Linked DNA regions of Mus musculus: all the other regions are linked to region 3. A link is a contact called in public ChIA-PET and Hi-C data. All regions are on one chromosome and are shown on one strand. Each heading gives the region's core, a stretch centred on a gene start, on an enhancer-like site or on the middle of the called end of the contact. The rest is flanking DNA. Distances are from core to core; before and after follow the strand shown. Region 1 overlaps Ppp1r12a (protein phosphatase 1, regulatory subunit 12A). Region 2 has its middle 41 kb from the start of Pawr. Region 3 has its middle 15 kb from the start of Gm29685. Region 4 overlaps Ppp1r12a (protein phosphatase 1, regulatory subunit 12A). Region 5 holds the start of Pawr (PRKC, apoptosis, WT1, regulator).

Evidence for each region. Hi-C and Micro-C count contacts between places; a contact is called where the count stands out from the background. ChIA-PET counts read pairs in DNA pulled down with a chosen protein or histone mark.
Region 1: a Hi-C map of muscle stem cells shows a contact between it and region 3, with 1.6 times the contacts expected there. The contact joins two enhancer-like sites. A contact is called at or near these places in 1 of 15 datasets of contacts at CTCF or cohesin (large pre-B cells), 11 of 484 Hi-C or Micro-C datasets (the 3T3-L1 cell line, CD4 T cells, the N1E-115 cell line and 6 more), 4 of 115 datasets of contacts at active chromatin or transcription factors (cardiomyocytes, large pre-B cells, memory CD8 T cells and 1 more) and 4 of 9 other capture datasets (adipose tissue, embryonic stem cells, liver and 1 more).
Region 2: a contact with region 3 is called in a Hi-C map of pancreatic cancer cells, with 2.7 times the contacts expected there. The contact joins two enhancer-like sites. A contact is called at or near these places in 2 of 39 promoter capture datasets (embryonic stem cells and hippocampal neurons), 2 of 15 datasets of contacts at CTCF or cohesin (large pre-B cells and pro-B cells), 41 of 484 Hi-C or Micro-C datasets (the Ba/F3 cell line, the C2C12 cell line, the F1.1 cell line and 25 more), 19 of 115 datasets of contacts at active chromatin or transcription factors (bone marrow-derived dendritic cells, a colorectal cancer cell line, differentiating embryonic stem cells and 7 more) and 1 of 9 other capture datasets (embryonic stem cells).
Region 4: an RNA polymerase II ChIA-PET map of memory CD8 T cells shows a contact between it and region 3, with 54 read pairs. The contact joins two enhancer-like sites. A contact is called at or near these places in 1 of 15 datasets of contacts at CTCF or cohesin (pro-B cells), 24 of 484 Hi-C or Micro-C datasets (the 3T3-L1 cell line, the Ba/F3 cell line, CD8 central memory T cells and 17 more), 7 of 115 datasets of contacts at active chromatin or transcription factors (the HPC-7 cell line, astrocytes, cardiomyocytes and 3 more) and 1 of 9 other capture datasets (bone marrow-derived macrophages).
Region 5: a contact with region 3 is called in a Hi-C map of the N1E-115 cell line, with 5 times the contacts expected there. The contact joins the promoter of Pawr here to the enhancer-like site in region 3. A contact is called at or near these places in 2 of 39 promoter capture datasets (hematopoietic stem and progenitor cells and pre-B cells), 5 of 484 Hi-C or Micro-C datasets (the N1E-115 cell line, cardiomyocytes, cumulus cells and 2 more), 4 of 115 datasets of contacts at active chromatin or transcription factors (cardiomyocytes, memory CD8 T cells, stem cell-derived neural progenitor cells and 1 more) and 1 of 9 other capture datasets (liver).

Annotation. Positions count from the first base shown.
Region 1 is chr10:108,235,539-108,239,767 of GRCm38.p6, forward strand. The region is part of intron 5 of Ppp1r12a (protein phosphatase 1, regulatory subunit 12A); the gene reads left to right. Among named protein-coding and RNA genes, the nearest start is that of Ppp1r12a, 76 kb to the left of the region's middle. Within about 2 kb of position 1,698, at least 38 of the 459 cell types and tissues checked have an H3K27ac peak or open chromatin away from gene starts, as enhancers often do. A contact at or near this core is called in the N1E-115 cell line and muscle stem cells, where this site is marked.
Region 2 is chr10:108,289,501-108,293,427 of GRCm38.p6, forward strand. No RefSeq gene overlaps it. Among named protein-coding and RNA genes, the nearest start is that of Pawr, 41 kb to the right of the region's middle. Within about 2 kb of position 2,396, at least 27 of the 459 cell types and tissues checked have an H3K27ac peak or open chromatin away from gene starts, as enhancers often do. A contact at or near this core is called in the C2C12 cell line, a colorectal cancer cell line and pancreatic cancer cells, where this site is marked.
Region 3 is chr10:107,929,675-107,933,951 of GRCm38.p6, forward strand. No RefSeq gene overlaps it. Among named protein-coding and RNA genes, the nearest start is that of Gm29685, 15 kb to the right of the region's middle. Within about 2 kb of position 2,952, at least 141 of the 459 cell types and tissues checked have an H3K27ac peak or open chromatin away from gene starts, as enhancers often do. A contact at or near this core is called in the C2C12 cell line, the N1E-115 cell line, cardiomyocytes and 10 more, where this site is marked.
Region 4 is chr10:108,201,124-108,204,940 of GRCm38.p6, forward strand. The region is part of intron 2 of Ppp1r12a (protein phosphatase 1, regulatory subunit 12A); the gene reads left to right. Among named protein-coding and RNA genes, the nearest start is that of Ppp1r12a, 41 kb to the left of the region's middle. Within about 2 kb of position 2,523, at least 4 of the 459 cell types and tissues checked have an H3K27ac peak or open chromatin away from gene starts, as enhancers often do. A contact at or near this core is called in group 2 innate lymphoid cells and memory CD8 T cells, where this site is marked.
Region 5 is chr10:108,330,219-108,334,513 of GRCm38.p6, forward strand. It overlaps Pawr (PRKC, apoptosis, WT1, regulator), which reads left to right and starts at 1,971. Exons shown (of 7, transcript NM_054056.2): 1 at 1,971-2,030; 2 at 2,470-3,093. The coding sequence starts at 2,599. It overlaps Gm40755, which reads right to left and starts at 2,785. Exons shown (of 2, transcript XM_017314170.2): 1 at 1-2,785. The coding sequence starts at 2,515. The coding sequence ends at 1,559.

The sequences.
Region 1 (4,229 bases), core at 448-2,947, 300 kb after region 3:
GTACTGAATGATTTCCTTAAAGCCTCCCTGTGAGGGGTTTTCTTTAGTTTTCTGTTTCTCTACAATGTTTATTTTTATTTGTACCAATATTTCTTTTATAAAATATTCAAACTCTTATCGTAAATAATTTATTTTAAAAATGTAAGACTTTAAAAACATTATAATAGACATAAGATAGAATTCTAAATGTTTTGTACTGTATTTAATCATAGTTTTAAAGTTTTTATTAAAGAATTCAATATTTACATAACTTTCCTTTGTGAGTTAAACTGTCTTCTCTGTTTTTTCTTTTTGCTTAATTTTTTCTTATTAGATTTTCATTTTATTTTATATATATATAAATGTTTTGCCTGCATATATGTATATATGTACACCACACACATGCCTGGTGCCTGCACAGGTCAGAAAATGTTGTCAGGTCTTCTGGACTGGAGTTAGAGATGGTTGTGAGCCACCGTGTGGATGCTGGGAACAGAAGTCAGGGCCTCTGCAAGGCAACAGTACTTACTTTTTTTTTTTTAAGAGTTATTTATTTTATGTATGTGAGTACACTGTAGCTGTTCTTCAGGCACACCAGAAGAGGGCATCAGATTCCATTACAGATGGTTGTGAGCCACCATGTTGTTGCTGGGATGTGAACTCAGGACCTTCGCAAGAGCAGTTGGTGCTCTTAACCACTGAGCCATCTCTCCAGCCCCTGCAACAGTACCATCTCGCTAATCAGTCTGCTTTATTTCTACTGATTGGACTTAAAAATAGCAAACACAGAAGTGGATGCTCACAGTCAGCTATTGGATGGATCACAGGGCCCCCAATGGAGGAGCTAGAGAAAGTACCTAAGGAGCTAAAGGGATCTGCAACTCTATAGGTGGAACAACGATATGAACTAACCAGTATCCACCCCCCCACCCCCCACTCCACCCCCCCACCCCCTCCCCCCTGAGCTCATGACTCTAGCTGCATATGAATCAGAAGATGGCCTAGTCGGCCATCACTGGAAAGAGAGGCCTATTGGTCGTGCAAACTTTATATGCCTCAGTACAGGGGAACGCCAGGACCAAGAAGTGGGAGTGGGTGGGTAGGGGAGTGGGGGGAGAGTATGGGGGACTTTTGGGATAGCACTGGAAATGTAAATTAAGAAAATACCTAATTAAAAAAAAATAGTATGTCATGGTGTATCTGTTTGTCTCCCCCTCCTCTACTTTAAATAGGGTTTCTGCATGGCTGTCCTGGAACTCAATGTGTAAACCAGGCTGGCCTTGAACTCATGGAGATCTGCCTGTCTCTGCTTCCCAAATCCTGGGATTAAAGGCATGTGACACCAATTCCAGAACCTCTTTCTTTTTGAGAAAATGTTTTCTCTAATAGCTCAAGACTATCTTCCACGCACTGTGTCTAGGCTGACCTCTCTTCTACCATAGACTTTCTACTGCCAGGATTATAGAGGTGAACCCCCATACTTGGCATATCTTATATTTAAGTAGAAAAAACTCATTTTGAGCCAATTGTGTAAGCCTACTATATGAATTTATCATGTCATTTCATTCTTTAGTTAGTGCCTTTTAAAGAATTACCTTTATTTTCTATGCATGGGTACTCTGCTGCATGTTTGTCTGTACACGTGTATGCACAGAGTACAAGGAGGCCCGAAGAAGTAGTTGGAATTTCTGGAACTGGAGCTGTAGATAGTTGAGTCACCATGAGAGTTCTGAAATTTGAGCTTGTTTCCCATCAGAGCAATCAGTGGTCTGAACCTCTGAGTCATCTCAACATGTCCCATTTGTTAGTACTCTTTTAACCAAACCTTTGAAAACAAAGTAAATGTTCTTAAGTACTATGAGTATTTATGTGAATTAACTAACAGTCAGAAACATAGGTTAGGACCTCCACACACGCCAACATGCATGTTCAAACCATACACAAGGAATATATGATATGTGGAAATAATATTAATATAGAAATGTATAAATTCTATACAATCAATAAAAACTCCTACATGGAAGTTGATGTTCTAGAAGTAAATAGAATTTTTTTTCTCAACTTTTTAACTTGTTGGCAAACTATAAATTATCATTTTAGCTCTTAATATTGATTTTAAATATAAAAGCTTTTATTTTGCTTTGTTGGCTTATTAAAATAATTCTTTACAAGTATGTACCTATTGTCTCTTCCTTAATATCAAGGATAATACTTTTCTTATTGGAATTTCTGTTAATGCACAATGATTAGAATATGTTACTAGCTTGATGCTGTGCAGGTTTAAGTGTTTCTGCCACTACTGAGCAGTGGTGTTTGTTTTCCATTATGACCCTGCCTGACCTCGTTGTTTCTTGCTATGAAATCAAATTAAAGGCTCCAGCAGTACAGAGCTAGATCATGTTCCCCGTTCTCTATCAGCTAGACACTCGGGCTTTCCATCTGAACGATGGAAAGCATCATCAGTTCTGTACCAGCTGCCTTCACTACTAGTTCCACCAAAGACTAAAAGAATTAGGTCTGCAAAAGCAATTCATTTAAAACAGCTGAGAAAAAACTGCAGCGAGGGGGAAGTAAATCAAGCCATGTTCTTGCTAGATCTGTGGCTTCGCTAACTTGTAGGTATATTGAACTGATGTTCAAGCAGCTTGTTCTGTTCCCTTGCTTTGACACGAGCTCCTACTTCCCAGTGTCTCATCACTGCGTCCTTGGTTGTTTCCAGCTGCTCTACCTGACTGAGCTGCTTTCCTGTGCTTGCGTCCCAGTAGTGAAGCCAGAGCCCGTGGGGAGAGTTACAGTGTTCAGTCTCCTTCCGCTTCTTAGTGTCTTTCAGATTGCATGACAGTCGTGGTTATGTGATTGGTACGTGTGGCTGGGTGGTAGAGGTGTGCAGTTTACATTGGAAATTTTTCTCTGTGTATAGGCCACATTTTACTTGAGTTTTCATTCTCTATGAGCTGCTGTTTGCAAAGCAGAGTCATTAATGAAAGGAGAAAATGAAAAGAAAGGTTAGTAAGGGAACCCCGTTTCTAACTATTAAAAGAGAAATTCCTTGGTTATTAAAAGAACCCTTTCTTATTTAACTGCTTCAAAAATGTAATTACAATTTAAAAGTTCAGGGTGGTATTTTATTTGTACGAGTTGGTAAATTTTAAGGAGTAATTGAGTTATTTGACCATAAGAGCATGATCTTGAGTCTGTAATATGATTTTAGATAAAAGTTGCATTAAGTTAGAAGAGTTTCTAAAATTTTTGAATTGTACAGAAATACAAAATTGAAATTAACATACTACGTTAAAATTTGGATCAGTTGTTTTATAACAGGATTTTTTTTTAACTCAATTTAATTCTTAGCTTTTAAGGCAGAAATGGGGAATTTTGTTACCACGGGGAATAAAAGTAGACTGACAAATGATCCTTTGAAGTAATTTTAAAACTGATCATTGCGGTTGCTGCATATGCACACACACAGTGCATGTACACCTGCACGTATCCATACATCTTTAGTCAAGTTTTAGAAGATAATCAAGTCAAAAGGCCTCAAATCCTAGAGTTACCACATCGGTCCACTTTGAACGTGGGAGTAGCCCACAAACAGAATTGTTTTGTTCGTGGTGGTGCTTCATTTGCCTTTATTATTGTAATTTGTGTGTGCAGTTGAGTGCAGGTGCGCTTGAGTGTAGGCCGCAGAGCCCTTAGACCTGGAGCTCTAGGCAGTCACCACTCTGCAGGAGCGGCCTGCTCTTAGCCGGCAGCAGTGCTTACGTTAGGCGGAAAGCCAAAGCAAATGATTTACATTAGCAAAATGAGCCGAGGCAGGGAATTGTGTTTCCCAGTAAAAGGGAGTGAAGTAGTCATACATGTCATTACACAGATGAGTCTCACAGCATGTGAGGTAAAAGAAACCTATCCCAAAGAGTTCTAGCAGAGAGTTGTTCAGTTTGATCCATGTAAAGTGTTTGATCAGCATATAGATAGATAGATACAAGGTGGCTTAAGTGGAATGGAAGATGGTACAAGAAGGATCCACTTATTCTTTTGAGGGTGGTGAAATTTTACTTCTAAATTGTAGCAAGGGAGTTGCAGCTGTTGATACTCTCAAAACAATGCACGCATTCTGGTCCTAAAGTATATGGAAGGCATACTCACATGCGTTTCTCATGTGTCCTTGGAGTCCTGTATAGTCTATCATTTTTAACTTCCATCAAACGTGATTCTTGGGGCTGGAGAGATACCTGAAGTCAGTGAAGTGC
Region 2 (3,927 bases), core at 1,146-3,645, 360 kb after region 3:
CCACCCTGCTTCACCCCACACACATGCTTGCTTTTCCTTCCTTCGCTCCCTCCCTCCTTCCTAACTTCCCTCCATCTGCCTGTCTTTTCTCTCTCAATCTCTCTCTCTCTCTCTCTCTCTCTCTCTCTCTCTCTCTCTCTCTCTCTCTCTCTCTCTCTCTCTCCCTATCTGCATGGCAACCTTATCGGCCTTGTTCCTTCGGACCAGTGAACCCACCCAAGAGCTGCCTTTATGCTTTAATTTAGTTTGAATTGGCTCTTCTCTTCGACGGAGGAAAAAAAAAAAAAAAAAAACAATGACCCACTGAGATCATTAGGATGAGATCTTGGCAAAGCTATAACTGATTAGTGTAGTCATGACATATTAAGAATTTGCTGGGTGCTGGAGAGATGGCTGCTCTTCCAGAGTTCCTAAATTCAATTCCCAACAACTACATGGTGGCTCACAACCATCAGTAATGGGATCCGATGCCCTCTGCTGGTGTGTCTGAAGACAGCCACAGTGTACTTACATACATTAAATAAATAAATAAATAAATAAATAAATAAGATTTGCTGGAACATCTTACCAAACAAAATTCAGTGGCTGGTAAATATTACAAAGGCTCATATAACTCCTGCCCAAGCTCATTGTAATGAAATATAATCTAAAACCACAGCGAGGTATTGCAGATGCAGAAGAAGGAAAACGTGGGCTAACTCGGCGACTTGGCAGCAACTGGAACTTTCATGTACTCAGACTGGGCATGTGACTATAGAGGAGGCTGAAAGTTTTTCTCATAGAATCACAAACTGTGGCCCACGCTCCAGAGATCCTTTACCTCTAAGTGCGTCCCGTGTGCGCGCTTGTCAGTCTCTTCCGCTCTGGACTACCTAGGAAGTGGGGATGACTGTCTTGCCTTGCGTAAATGGGTGAGATTGGTCGTAGCTCCAGACGATCATCTGCAGGGCTCCAGCACCCATTTCTCTCCCGTTTAAGACACATCAAACATATTTACATGGCTAGCTGCACTGGCATATTTGTGCCTATAATCATGGCTATTTGAGGGGTTGAGACAGAAGGAATGATGGGGTCCAGAAGTTTGAAGCAGCAGGACATATAAAGAGACTACACACACACACACACACACACACCTCTCTTTTGGGTTTTTGAGACAGTGGTTCTCTGTGTAGCCCTGGTTTTCCTGGAACTCAATCTGTTGACAAGGCTGGCCTCAAACTCAGAGATCCTCCAGCCTGTCTCCTAAATACTGGAACTAAAGATGTGTGCCACCACACCCAGTTCAGTTATTCTTTCCAATACTGTCCAGAATCTATAGCTGGGGGCATTTAGTGTCATATAAAATGCAGAGCCGCTGTCCCGTAACCCAGACCTTGGTATTATTTTTTATAATGTAAACCTATCTTTTTAGCTGGGCGGTGGTGGCGCACACCTTTAATCCCAGCACTTGGGTGGCAGAGGCAGGCAGATTTCTGAGTTCTAGGCCAGCCTGGTCTACAAAGTGAGATCCAGGACAGCCACGCCTATACAGAGAAACCCTGTCTTGAAAAACAAAAACAAAAACCTATTTTTTTTTTTTATGTATATGGGTGCACTGTAGCTGTAGAGATGGTTGTGAGCCTTCATGTGGTTGTTGGGAATTGAATTTTTAAGACCTCTGCTCACTCCAATCAGCCCCACTTGCTCTGGTCAACTCCGCTTGCTCAGCAGAGCTGCTGTAGCTGTTTTCAGATGCGCCAGAAGAGGGCGTCAGTTCTCATTATGGATGGTTGTGAGCCACCATGTGATTGCTGGGATTTGAACTCAGGACCTTTGGAAGAGCAGTCAGTGCTCTTACCCACTGAGCCATCTCACCAGCCCCAAAACCTATCTTTTTAAAAGGAAAAAATGGAAAGTAGAAGAGAAAACAGTGAGGAAAAAGATCGTGGTCCCTAGGTAGCAAGAGTAGAGTTCTATAGGAAGGAAGATCCACGCTGGTGCTTGGTTACAGAAGGGCAAGCAAGGGGGTCCTGTAGACTTTACACGACTGTAAGGAACACTTCAGCCACAAGAAAATGGTCAGTGTTTGGGAAGACGATAAGTCTCCTGACACGTTACACAATGTGCACATCTATCAACGATCACATGATATGCCATTAAAGACAAAATTACAGTTTTCTCCATTAATTTGAAAACGAGAAAAAGCATGGGAGAATAGGAGTCGCTTTGTCGGTAGTAATTTTTTTATTTCGTTTTTCCTCTGTGGTTTTTGTCGTCAGTTTTTAACGTAACCCTGTATTTTGGTGGATAGGATTAGCCTAGAGTAGAGAGCTTTCCAGATGGTAGGATGGGTACAGGCATTTGTGTGACGAAGTGAGTCATCTTCCGGTCAGCTGTTGGTTCAGGCACAGGATCATTAGAAGGGTGGAGAGATGTTGGGGCGTTAGAACGAAACAAGCCCTGCCCTATACAAAGGCAATTAGCCTCAGATGACTGCTGAATTCTTTCTGTCGTAAACTCACCTACCCAAGAGGGCTGAGTGTGTTTTGTTTGTACTTTTACTTTAAATTTCCAAATTGGCATTACATTAAAGTACTCTAGTGTGCAAATACCACTACTGTGTACATTTAGAGGAAATTCAGAAAGGGGCATAAAAAAGGAGAGGAATAAAGTTGTAGGGTGGAAATTTGGGAGTGGGTTTTTTTTTAAGGCAGTAGCTCTAAAATATCTCCCCACCCGCCATCCTCAACCCCACCCCTGGAACACACAAGATGGGTGACTTTCACATTCCAGTGTTTTCCAGTGTGGTAGCCCGGGGCCTAGATGGGATGCACTGGAGATCCTGAGACATTCCTTAATGCCTGTGGTGAGAGTCTTCCCACTCCCTTTTTTCCCATAACTGGTCAGGAAAGCACATTAGAGTTAGAAACAATAGGAAGAATGTTATAATCAGAAAACCCAGAGTCTGCTCTACTTTTTTACAGTAAAGAACCAGCAAACTGTAGTCCTTTGTGTAACAAATATTTACTGACCGTTTCCTCTGTGCAAAGCTCTCTATTCAGTTTACTATTGATACAGTATTTGTTATTATTATTATTATTATTATTATTATTATTATCATCATCATTATTATTATTATCATCATCATCATCATCATCATCATCACCACACAGATTGTGACTGGTTTATCTAAGCTACTTATGAAAAGCAAAGGGGACACTCAGAAGAACTGTGTTCTGAGTAATTCTAAATGCTACAATCTTGGTGTATGAACAAATGAGATGTTTAATGAGTTGAGAGGCTCACCAAGGAGAAGGTTTGGGAGGTGGGGGAGGGGGTAACACGCTTGCTCTACAGGAATTAGGACCCCAGTTAGGATCCCGGGCACCTACCTATAGGCTGGTCATGAACCGGAGCCAACTGCTCCCCAGGAGCAAAGGGATGGAGATGGATCCATGTGGCTGACCAGCCTAGACAATCCATGAGCTCCTAGTTCAGTGAAATGGCCCTGTCTCCAGCACTAAAACCCGTGGGATGGAAGGCAAAGGAGGAGAGTACCCAGAGTTCCCCTTTCGTCTCCCCGGACACCCACAGAAACGCTTCCACACACGTACATATACCACATCCAGATACCTCCGTCTAATGACCTAGAAAAGCTCAGCCTGCAGGAAGCTCAGAAGCTCTTGAAGTCTCTGGAGCATCTTTTGAGCGTCGCCTGGAGAGAAGTAAAGTAAAACAAGAAATCCCAAGCTCGCCGGGGAAGTGGTGGCGCGCACCTTTAGTCCCAGCACTCGGGAGGCAGAAGCAGGCGGATTTCTGAGTTCGAGGCCATCCTGGTCTACAGAGTGAGTTCCAGGACAGCCAGGGCTACACAGAGAAATCCTGTATTGAAAAACCAAAAGAAAGAAAAAAGAAAAAAGAAATCCCAAGCTCTGCTCTTGCACAGTT
Region 3 (4,277 bases), core at 1,702-4,201:
ATGAAATTAAAGCCACCGTGAGAAATAAAAAAAGATTATTCAACTGGGACTCACAAAATCTGGATCATGTTTAGAAGCTAATAGTTATGGGACATGGGACCTTGAACTTGTCTCTCTGTGTCTCTTTTTCCCATCAGAAAAATGGAATGAAACTCCCCCTCTTTGAAATGTTCTATTAATCTGTCTGTGTATATATTAAATGAAAACTCATTAATCAACACACCTGAAAGGATGCATTGTTCTTCTGACACATTGTCAAAATAATGAGGTAGACTTTGCCCCTAAAATACAAAAACACCAGATTGGAAAAGCCAACTTAGGAAAAAAAAATCTTTTTGAAAATTAAAAAGACCTGAGCAATTAGAGCAATGCTGTGGGAAAGCTTCACTCAAACTAAAACACTGACCAGCCTGTGGAAGATCGATTGTTTATGATCCTGTTCTCTAGAGACTGAAATTCTTGGATACAACAGATGGTTTTATTTATACAGCAAAAGTTCAGCTCTAGTGAGGTGCTGCTTGCAAATTCACACGCAAATAAAAGAAACTGTATTTATACATGCATTCATATCCTTGCCTGGAAGACAGATTTCCTTTGTTTCTGATGGACCTTTCTACAAAGTTTGCATGTGTAATATTTTAGGAGGCTGACCTCTTTTAAAAGGCACATCATCTTCCTGATTCTGCTAAGTAATCTACAGTAACTAAAATTGAACCCACGAAAGTCTCAGATTTTTCTGGATCCCCTCTGCTTAGTGCATGACAAATCACACTTAATTTATTCTTTGATGTCCCTGTACCATCCGTATCTCCTCAAATAGCATTATTGAAAATGAAAAAGAAGCCCCAACCTCAACCCCGCCCCAGTCAAATATTTCAAGCTGCATCCTGTATCAAGTCTTGGCATAAAGTCAACCTCTTTAGCCCAATATAGAGCACGTGGCAGTGATCCAAGTCATTGTGGCTGTTTGTGGACCCCAGATCACGTTTCAAAAAGAAGGGGTGGGGATCTGCTGACCTTCTCAGGACAGTGGCGGACAGCTCTTCTCATGACTGACACCTGATCCTTCTGCTAACATTAGCTCCTAATCAAAGATAGTGCCAAGATTGCATCAAGTGCCAGCCCACAAACCTATCCTCCTCCAAGACATGTTGGGCTTCCTGTCACCCGCTGAGTATCAGTGTTGGAATGCCTTTCCCTTTCAGATCCAAGGAAGCTGGGTCTTACTGCCATGTGAGATAAAGCTCAAGGCCACTCTGAATTGAGCTTTCTCGTTATTAATAGTGCATGCCAGCCTACTGTCATTGTCTTTGTATCCACTGATGCTCAGTGAGGTTCATAGCAAAGACATAGAGCATTCTAAAATCACCTATCCTAGAACACTTTTTTTTTTATATCCTGACCTCAATTTCCCCTTCCTTTTCTCCTCCCAGTCCCTTGCTCTCTTACCTTCCCCCTTCCACCCCTCCACCCACTCCTCCTCCGTTTGTCTTCAGAAAAGGGCAGGCCTCCCATAGACATCAACCAGCCATGACATATCAAGCTGCAGTAATACTAGGTACCTCCTCTCCTATGAAGGCTAGAGGAGGCAACCCAGTAACAGAAAGGGTCCCAAAGGCAGGAAATAGAGTCAGAGATAGCTCCTACTCCCACTGTTAGGAGTCCCACAAAAAAAAAAAACAAAACAAAAAAAAAAAAACAAAAAAAAAACAAGCCATACAACTGTAACATATGCTCTGGGGGTGTGGGTCAATCCCATGCAGGCTCCCTGATTGTCACTGAAGTCGTCTCTGTGAGGCCCTGTGAGCCCAGATTAGTTGATTCTGTGAGTTTTCTTGTGTCCTTGCCCCCTCTGGCTCCTACAATAATCCTTCCTCCACATCTTCCTCAGGATTCCTCAAGCTTTGCATAATGTGTGGCTATGAGTCTTTTCCATCTGTTTCCATCAGTTGCTGGGTGAAGCCAGTCTGCTAATAATTATGCTAGGCACTAATTTGTATTGAGAGAGAGAGAGAAAGACAGACAAACAGACAGACAGACAGATATAGAGACAGAGACAGAGAAAGACAGAAAAGAGAGGCAGAAACAGAGAGGCAGAGAGAGACAGACAGCGACAGAGAAAGACAGAAAAGAGAGGCAGAGGCAGCGCAGAGAGACAGAGAGAGAGGCAGACAGAAACAAAGACAGAGACAGAGAAAGATAGAAGAGAGAACGAGAGGGAGAGGGAGAGGGAGAGGGAGAGGGAGAGGGAGAGGGAGAGGGAGAGGGAGAGGGAGAGGGAGAGGGAGGCAAATGAAGTGACTCCTAATTATACTCTCCTAGAACAGTTCTGTCCTATGAGATTCCCTCAGTCACTGGGCCACTCTTTCCTGTCAGTCTCTCATCAATCACCCTTTGTTTAAAATGTGACTTTAGTTCTCACTGGGCTCAAATCATCCTCTGCTTTGTTCCTACTAAAGCACCAAGAGCAGAATGGCTGATGCCAGCCTGACACCCACGGGGTCTAAAGAAGGCGACTTTTTACCTTCTAAGTTCTCTAGTATTCATTTGTGCCGATGCTTAATGGCAGTATGAAAAATAACCCTGCCCTTGCCTCGGCAGTCTCTGAATCAGGAACTTGTTCTTAATCTAAAAGGGCCTTTAGGACGTTTGCTCTGAGCAGCCCCTACCTTATACATAAAAGTCTGTGATCATCTGAGGATTCCTAGCTCGCTGGATGTGGTCAAAGGAATCCTTGGCTTTCCTGGAGTTTATGCTTACTATATGAAAGTTCTGTTTCCTATACAGATTTTTATCTTCCTTGTATCTCCCTAAACAAATAATCTTTGAAGTCAGTTAAGATGAAAAAAAAAGAGAGAGAGAGAGAGAGAGAGAGAGTGGAATTATTTCACCCTGCCTTGTTTGTTTCCATGAGGGCTCTGAGTGAAAGGAAAAGATGAGTCACCCGGTTCTATTCCGTATTTGGTGGTCGGGACTCTTGGCTGTCATAACCAAAAGAGGGCAGCACTCCATGGGGTTTGAATTCTCAGGAAGCAAAGTCTTGGTTTCTCACTGAGCTCTACCATAGCAAGGCAAATGTGCTCTGTGTCACAGGTGATATAGAAAGGAGGAGAACACAGATCCAGATATACAAAAATAAGGGAAGAACAGCACACTTGGAACAGCAGTTAGGATAACCCTGTTTGTGAGCTGTGAAGACATTTCAGTGCAATGAGAATGATTGTCAGGTGGTTTTTCTTGGTTTGAAACATAATGAAAAAGCACTCAAAGCTCTATAATATTTTTAATATTGAGTGTACTGTGTCTGTGTGTGCATATGCACATGTATGCATATACCAAGCCTGGGTGTGGAGGTCGGAGGACAACTTGTGGGAATCAGTTCTTTCCTCTACCCTGTGAGATCTGGGAATTGAATTCCAGGTCATCAGTCTTGGTAGCTCATGCCTTTATCCACTGACCAATCCCACAAAGGTTTGGGGTAAGGAATATAACTTGACTCTCTCTCTCTCTCTCTGGGGAATATGCATCCAAGGGGGAAAAGAGACCCAAAGGAAAACCAGAAGATAATACAAAAAACTAAACCACTTTACAAAAAGTGAGGAACTGAACCAGTGGGGGGGGGGGCTGGTGGGGACACTATGAAATACAGAAGATGACTTTATTAAATAGACAAAGGTCAAAGGGGTCTGATGTGAGCCCTGAGGTTTCCTATCTGAAACTTAATCATAGAGTCAAGCCCTTGACCTATTAGGAATAGAGGAAGAAATAACTCATTTGGAAGCCACCATAATGAATTCATAATGAATTCAGTTTTGGGAACATTTCTCTTTCAGGGAAATCAAGTCCTTACTATACTGCTAAGATACAATGGGGTACAAGAAGAAATGCAGAAAGGAGATTGCCCCCAAAGATTGTTTTAAAAAGCAATCATGAATGCCTACTCTAAACTCCTTTATCCAGATAGAATCCCAGTGCTAACTACATGACTCACTTGTAGATACAGTGCTGGCCATTCATGAGTTATGCCCTCCTGACCTCACCCAACACTCTCTTTCTTCATTCTAATGTTATTTTAGTCATGTCTCATAGCAACATTTTGGGCAACAACTGGCCACACATACAGTGACAATTCTGTAAGATTGTATCTGCTAATAGTGACGTCATAGCCATTCCATTTGTGGAAACACTGTGATGTTCACATAACAATGAATGCATTTCTTAGAATGCATGTAATTTTTAAGAAATGTCTTATTGTGTTTGTACCTTGTAATAGTGAT
Region 4 (3,817 bases), core at 1,273-3,772, 270 kb after region 3:
AGAAAAATTCAATAACTTTTGTTTGTTTGTTTGTTTGTTTTGAGACGGGTTTCTCTATGGTAACAATGCTCTGGCTGTCCTGGACTCGCTTTTATAGACCAGGCTGGCCTTGAACTCATGGAGGTCTACCTGCCTCTGCTTCCTAAGTGCTGGGATTAAAGGCATGCGCCACCATGCCTGGCATGCTAACTGTTACTTTTTCTTCAAAAATAATGTAAAAGTTAGGTACTTAGGCTTTGAGTCAGCTAATATGGATTACAAGTGCTTCCTCGCCAATTCCTGCGAGTTGTGATTTGGGCAGGCTCAGTCTTCTAGTTTCAGTTTTCTCTTCTCTAAGATGGGATAATAGGACTGTTGTGAGGCTTAACTAGGGTGACCTGGTACACACAGTACAGTATGGCACATAAGAAATACTGGTACACACAGTACAGTATGGCACATAAGAAATACTGGTACACACAGTACAGTATGGCACATAAGAAATACTGGTACACACAGTACAGTATGGCACATAAGAAATCCGTGGCGTGTATTATCTTTTGATAGTTATCTTTTTGTTTCCTCTGGTAAAATGAAACTCAACCTCTTTCTTCAAATGCTAATGCTTGTACTTTTTAAAATACAGCTTTTGAGACTGAAAAAGCAATAACAGTTCTATATAATTTCCTTGCATAGATTTGATTGAGTCATAAACCTGCTGAGTCATTTGGTATGTTTTTAGTTACATGTAAAAGATTACCATAGTTCCAGAATTATGACTTATGCAGCCACATCTTAAGAGCTTAATTTAAAAAGGGTTAAGAATAAAAATTACCTTCTTCATATTTTACAGAAGTCACTTCTTTATGGCTAAAAAAGAATCCATTGTATATATTAATTACATTCTTTGTCTATTCCTCTGTTGATTGACACCTAGGTGGAGTCCATAACTTGGACTATTTAAATTGGCTATTGTAAACAGTACTACAATAAACATCTATGTGCCAGTATCATATTGGTACATTGGTGTATTAGTTAGGGTTCTGTTGTTGTCATAAAACACTAACTTGACGAAAAGCAAGGACTTTTTCAGCTTACAAGTCTTAGGTCACACTTCATCATTGAGGAAACTAAAGGCAGGAACCTGGAGATAGGAACTAAAACAGGGGCAGTGGAGGAGTACTGCTCACTCTTAGCTTGTGCAGTCTGCTTTCCTATACAACCCAGGACCACCTGCCTGGGGTGGTGCTACCCACAATAGGCTGCGCCCTCCCCATCATCCGCTAATTAAGAAAATGCTGCACTGGGATGCCTTCAGGCAGGCCAGTCTAATGAAAGCATTTTCTCAATTGAAGTTTCCTCTTTCTAGATGCCCTGACTTGTGTCAAGTTAATATAAAAACCAGCCAACGCAGGTGACTTGTAGTTTTTGGTATAGCAGGGGTATGTGCTAGATCCATACCCCTATGGATATGAGAGCTTAGTGGCTATGCTAGTTTACATTCTGAACAGCAGCATATCAGGGTTCTCTTTTGTCACATCCTCACCGTGATTTGCTGTTACTGTTTTCTTAATGACTGCCATCATCACTGGGATGAGATAGACTCTCACTGTGATTGTGATTGGCATTTCTCTGATGGCTAGTGAAAATAACATTTTCAATGTTTCCTGGCCATTTATACTTCATCTTCTGGGAACTGTCTTCTGTTTTCACTAACCCATGTACTGATTGTTTGATTTCTTGTATAGTTCTTTTTTTAATCCTTGTGGCCTAGATACTAATTATGTCAAAAATGAAAGCTAACAACTTTTTTCTCCTGTTACATAGGCTGTCGCTTGATGATTTCCTTTGCTAAACACAAGCTTTTGTAGTTTAATGGAATTCCATTTGTCAGTTGTTGGTATTATTTTATGAGAGATTGGGGTCCTGTTCAGGAAATCTGAGCCTATTCCCATTTGTTAAGTGTTTTCTCTTTTACTTAGGCAGATCTTTGATCTGCGCCCATTTGGTCTTTACACAGGGTGAGAAATAGGGACCCAGTTTCATTCTGTTATATGGGTGGCTGTACAATTTCACCATGGCCACTGTTTGTTGAAGAGGTTGTTTTCAATGTTTATGTTTTGGAGTATTTTTCAAAATCGGGTGGTTACATTTGGCTTGACTCCTCTGTTCTACTGACCTCTGTGTCTGTTTTGTGCTGGTGTACTCTGTAATATAATTGCAGTAGGGTATGCTAATACATTACTCCAGCATTTTGTTTTTGCTCAGCATTGCTTTGACGAGCAAGCATTTTGTGCTTCTATATGTATATTAAGGGTATTATTATTATAATTATAAAGAATAACCCTGGAATTTTGATGAGTTGTGTATAATCTATAGGTTGTTTTGGTAGTGTGTCCTTTTCTATAATAATACACTTGTCTTAGGGATTCTATGGCTGCAACAAAACACCATGACCAAAAAGCAAGCTGTGGAGGAAAGGGTTTACTCAACTTCCATATTGCTGTTCACCACCAAAGGGAGTCAGGGCAGGCAGGAAGTCAAGCAGGGTAGAAACCTGTAGGTAGGCACTGGTACAGATGCCATGAACAGATGTTGTTTACTGGCTTGCTCAGCCTGATTTCTTACAGAACCTAGGACCATCAGCCCAAGGATAGCACTACCCACAATAGATGGGTCTCCCTTCATCAGTCACTAATTGAGAAAAGGCCTTATGCCTGGATCTTAGGGAGGCATTTTCTCAATTGAAGCTTCCTCCTTTCAGGTAACTCTAGTTTGTGTCAAGTTAACCTAAGGCTAGGCAGCATGACATGTTTCTAGTTTATGAGCATGGCAGATCTCTCCATCTTCTGATGTCTGTCTGTTTTCTTCCTGACTGTTTTACAATTTCTATTGTAGTATCCTTTCACTGCCTTCGGTAGGTTTGGTGTATTGTAGTTAGAGTTTGTCTGACTGTTTTACAGTTGCTGTTGTGGAATCCTCTCACTGCCTTCAGTGGGTCTAGTATATTACAGTTAGAGTTTTTGTTTGTTTGTTTGCTTGGGGTTATTTTTGGAGGCAGTTATGAAGAAGTATTTTTGCTTTCTTAAATATTTGCTATTGAAGTATAGTAATGTTGTTGGTCTTTTATGTTGATTTTTATATTTTGCTATCTTGCTGATAGTTTTTATCGAATCTAAGAGCCTTCTGGTGGAGTATTGGGTATCTCTTTAATTTTAGAACTGTGTCATCTTGATGTTTTCTACTTAGGCCTCATTTATTTCCTCTCTGTGGCTACTGTGCTCCCATATTGATTTTTTATTGGAATATTTTCTTTACTTACATTTCAAATGTTATCCCCTTTCCCAGTTCCCCTCTCTCCTGGAAATATGCTATCACATCCTCCCTACCCCTGCTTCTATGAGGGTGTTCCTGCACCCACCCACTCCTACCTCCCCACCCTCAATTCCCCTACACTGGGGCATCAAGCCTTCATAGGACCAAGGACCTCTCCTCCAATTGATGCATGACAAGGTCATTCTCTGCTACATATGCAGCTGGAGCCATGGGTACTCCTTTGTTGATGGCTTAGTCCCTGGGAGCTCTGGGGAGTCTGGTTGGTTGATATTGCTGTTCTTCCTGTAGGGCTGCAAACCCCTCCAACTCCTTCAGTCCTTTTTCTAACTCCTTTATTGGGGACCCAATAGAGTGCTGGTGCTCAGTCCAATATTTGGCTGCAAATATCCACCTCTGTATATGTAAGGCTCTGGCAGGACCTCTCAGGAGACAGCCATATCAGGATCCTTTCAGCCTGCACTTCTTGGCATCCAAAATAGTGTCTGGGTTTGGTAACTGAATA
Region 5 (4,295 bases), core at 721-3,220, 400 kb after region 3:
ATAAGCGATAACAATAACAAAATGGAGTGCTTTGTACCTTAATAATCTCTTTCATCCACTCTTCCCTGGGGACTTTATAGACTAGCAACTGCTCTGGTTCCCACCTCTTACCTTTTATCTAAGGACCTGAGGCGCTTTCACAGTGCTCTGACGACGGAGGTATCATTAGCCCATTTTATATGCAGGTAAACAGAGGCACAGAAGTTAAGCAACTTACCCAAAGCCAAGCAAGCCAGCACTCCTGACTCAGAGACGATTAAGAGATAAATTTGTATTTATAAGTGTTACCCTTGTTCATTCAAGGTGTATTGCTTTCAAGTTAATACATATTCCTTACCTTGTCTTTTTCTCCTTTCTTCCACTTCCCAGACAGAAACCTATGATTGTTTGAAATCTTATTATCAGAAGTAGTCCTTGAATCAAGCACACCACAATCAGAGTCGACTCTTAAAACAGCTTTTAAAAACGAGGTACTGTATTTCATAGTAAAGAAAGCGACTGAATTCAGAGAATTTAAACATACATTAAAGATCCCTGTGGTAATTTACATATGCGTATCCAGGCTGAGCCTGTCCTCTTTCCAGCGCTGTGTTTAATCCTTCCAAGTGAGCATTCTCAGGTAACTAACTCAGGAATGTGAACCTATATAGCCAGGCTCCAGCTTGCCTCAGAAAACAAGCCCGAGAAACCAACACAGCACACCTAAGTTGGTACCAGCTAGGCTCGCAGTCAGCCTGGTTTTTTTGTTTTGTTTTTTTTTTTTAATCCTTCTTGGGTGGGGTGCGGGGAGAGGCCTTTTACCAAGCAACTTTCTAAGCCTTCTCCAAGTTAATCGTATGTCCAGCCCAACAGGCAGACCAAAGACCAGAATTGCTTCTGAGAAATGCAAGACTGTGAGTCACTATAGCCTGTGCCCATTGCTGTGGCGTGTTACCTGCTGCCTCCTTACCTACATTGTGTCACCTGAGCAAAACGACGATGAATCGTTCGGTCAGCCTATGTGCCTCCGGACTCTTACTGTTTGGGAAACACGGTTTCATAGCTCCTGAAAATGATGCACTCTGACATTGCACAGATGTGAGAGATAAGTCCCCTTAGCTCTGATCGCAGGTGAGGATGGACTGACTCATGCCTGGGCATAGAAAAGATGGAAAGTCAGAGACTCTCCAGCTTTAGGTCGATGGTGGGGAGATTTGCTGCTAAATCTGCCTATAAGCGGTGTAGAGACAGCGTGAAGACCGCATGGGTTGCCAACAAGATCTTGAAAGAATAAAAAACTCTTGATAATTCATCGATCATTTTAGCATCTCCTTTTAGCTAACTTTTTTTTTTTTTTTAAATCACGACACTCGCTGCTTTTGAAGGGGCTTGCTGGGTTTCTCAGTCTCCTACCTGCCACCCCCCTGGCGTCTAGAAAGAGGGAGGGAAGGGCGGCGAGGGAAAGGGACCATGTGGGTATTTCCCCACCCTGGCGAGCCAGGTCCTGAATCATCCCCTAGCTGGTAGCACTTTTCCTCCGGCAAGTCACAACTTTCCCTAGAATAATACGGTCTTGTACTTAAAAGGAAGAGTGGTGGGAGACCCGAGGGGCGGGGAAGAGGAGTGAGGAGAGAGAGGGGCGTGGATCGGCCGATCCCGCCCTAGAATCTGCGGAGCTGGAAGGCAGCCCGCAGTGAAGTTGCGAGCCTGGGTAGGAGGTGTCCGCTCTGAGTGCGATTCCCGGGAGGGAGGAGTCAGGGCGGCGGGAGGGGCGGGGCGCCGCGCACCTGAGCGCGGAGGGCGGGGCTTCGGCGGTACTTCTCCGCCCCCTTTCGGGCCGCAGGGACTCGGCCCTTTCCGCCCCGCTTCGGCCCCGCTCGGTTCCCGCCCCCCTCCGCCCCTCGCTCGCTCCCTCCCTCCAGCCAGGGACTGCCCCCAGCTCAGGCCGGCGAGTTTGCCGGGGCTGGTCGTGCGCGTCCCGGACGCTCCGGCTCACCTGGACAACCCTCATCCCCGCCACGCTCCTTGTCCCACCTAAAAACTTCTCGGAGGTAAGGGGCTCTTCCGGGCCACCCGCACGGGACTCGCGCACGGGTCTCCTCTCCGCTGGACACGTCCCCCCCGGTTCCAGCCGGCTGGTGGCTCTCCGCGTCCCGTCTCGGAATGGAGGCGTCTGCGGCGCGGAGCTCAGGCCCGCGCGAGCGGAATGGGAGTCCCGGGGAGCTGTGCACACAGGTGGCAGCGGCGCGGGTGTCCCGGTGCGGGGTCGGGGACCTGGGTGCGACGGGGAGGGCGGCGAGGGTGGGGCCCATCTCTTCCTCTCTCTTCCTTCCCCGGGGTCGGATTTCTCGGGGTGCACCGCAGAGGTACGTCCTGCGAACTTGGCGGCTGGGACGCGCGGCCACGCCGAGGGCGCGGCGATCGCTGTCTCGCGGCCACCCCGGGACCTGACGCCGCGCCCCCTCCCCCGCCCCGTGTGCTTCCTTGCAGAGCGTCGGTCCGGCAGCGCGCTCACCCCGCGCAGTCCCCAGCGCATTCTCGCTTCCCGGGCAGGCGGCGGCGCCGGCGGGAGACAGGAGTCGCGGCGTGAGGGGCGCCCCCGCCGGCCCCTCTGGGAACATGGCGACCGGCGGCTACCGGAGCGGCGGCAGCACCACCACGGACTTCCTGGAGGAGTGGAAGGCGAAGCGCGAGAAGATGCGCGCCAAGCAGAACCCCGCGGGCCCGGGGTCGAGCGGCGGGGATCCAGCCGCCAAGTCCCCCGCGGGATCGCTGACCCCGACCGCGGTCGCGGGAACCTCGGAGCTCAACCACGGCCCCGCGGGCGCGGCCGCACCTGCCGCCCCCGCGCCCGGCGCCCTGAACTGCGCTCACGGCTCGTCCACGCTGCCCCGCGCGGCTCCCGGCTCCCGGCGGGCGGAGGACGAGTGCCCTAGCGCCGCTGCGGCCTCGGGAGCGCCTGGGTCCCGGGGCGATGAGGAGGAGCCGGATAGCGCCCGGGAGAAGGGCCGCAGCTCGGGACCCAGCGCCAGGAAAGGCAAGGGGCAGATCGAGAAGAGGAAGCTGCGGGAGAAGCGCCGCTCCACCGGCGTGGTCAACATCCCCGCGGCGGAGGTGAGCCGGGCGGGGCGGGCCGGTGCGGGGCTCGGGGCCGCCTCCCGAGTCTTCCACCAGGGAGCTCCCTCGGTCCGGGGCCCGGAGTTCCCTTCCACTCTCTGCAGCGGGGATGGAGTTTTACTTGGAGTAAATGATTGCTGGGAAGTTACCCCGACCCAGAAAAGTTGGACACGTGCTCTTTTTTCCGCCCCTGGAACCGGATTATTGCTTTAGAATGATAGACAGTTGGTATTCCCCAGGATTTGGCAGCCTAGACTTCTGTCTGTCTGTCTGTCTGTCTGTCTGTCTCTGAGTCTGTGTGTGTGTGTGTGTGTGTGTGTGTGTGTGTGTGTGTGAGAGAGAGAGAGAGAGAGAGAGAGAGAGAGAGAGAGAGAGAGAGAGAGAGATCAAGTGTTAGGGAAATCGATTCGTGGAGGTGATGACGTCTTCTGATTTCCCACGTGTCCATCTCGGGCTATCAGGTTGTTTTATCTCCACTTCCCTAGCAGTGTTTACAAGCAAAGGCACCTTTAAAGAAAGCGTAGCCTTAGCAATAGCTAAGCGTTATCTCGCAGTAAACCCGTGTTAAAGTCGCCCCAGCGGTATTTTGGACAGCAGAGATGCTGTAGCAACTAAGTTCTGGAGTCTCAGCAACTAATTGTGGTCTTGAACAATCGGGAAAATATTTGTTGGAGGTGTGTGTTCTTTATGTTTGGTGTGTGTGTGTGTGTGTGTGTGTGTGTGTGTGTGTGTGTGTGTGTGTGTTATATCACCAAACATTTCTTCTAGCATCAGGAACGTTCTATTAGAGATCTTGAAACTTTGAAAGATTTTTAAGCAAGTGTATAATCACACCTTCATCTACCTGAAAGGAAGCAATTCCAAAACTCTGGGAAGTGGTTTGACCTCTGTTTTTCACTCGAGGAAGCCACATCTTTTACTCTATGGCTTTTTAGTTTTAACTCTCCACCCACAACTTTTTAATTCTTGGCCTTGTTAGCCATTAAAGGGCTGTTAAAATATTTACTAACTTTGGGCTGAGAATGTAGCTCAGTGATAAAGCATTTGCTTAGCACCATTAAGGCCCAGTGTTTGGTCCCCAGCACTGCTTAAACAAAACAAAACAAAACAAAACAAAACAAAACAAAACATAAAATGACATTAGAAGCCAGGCATCAAGGCTCACACCTGTGATTCCAGTCCTATGAGGCACAGACAGG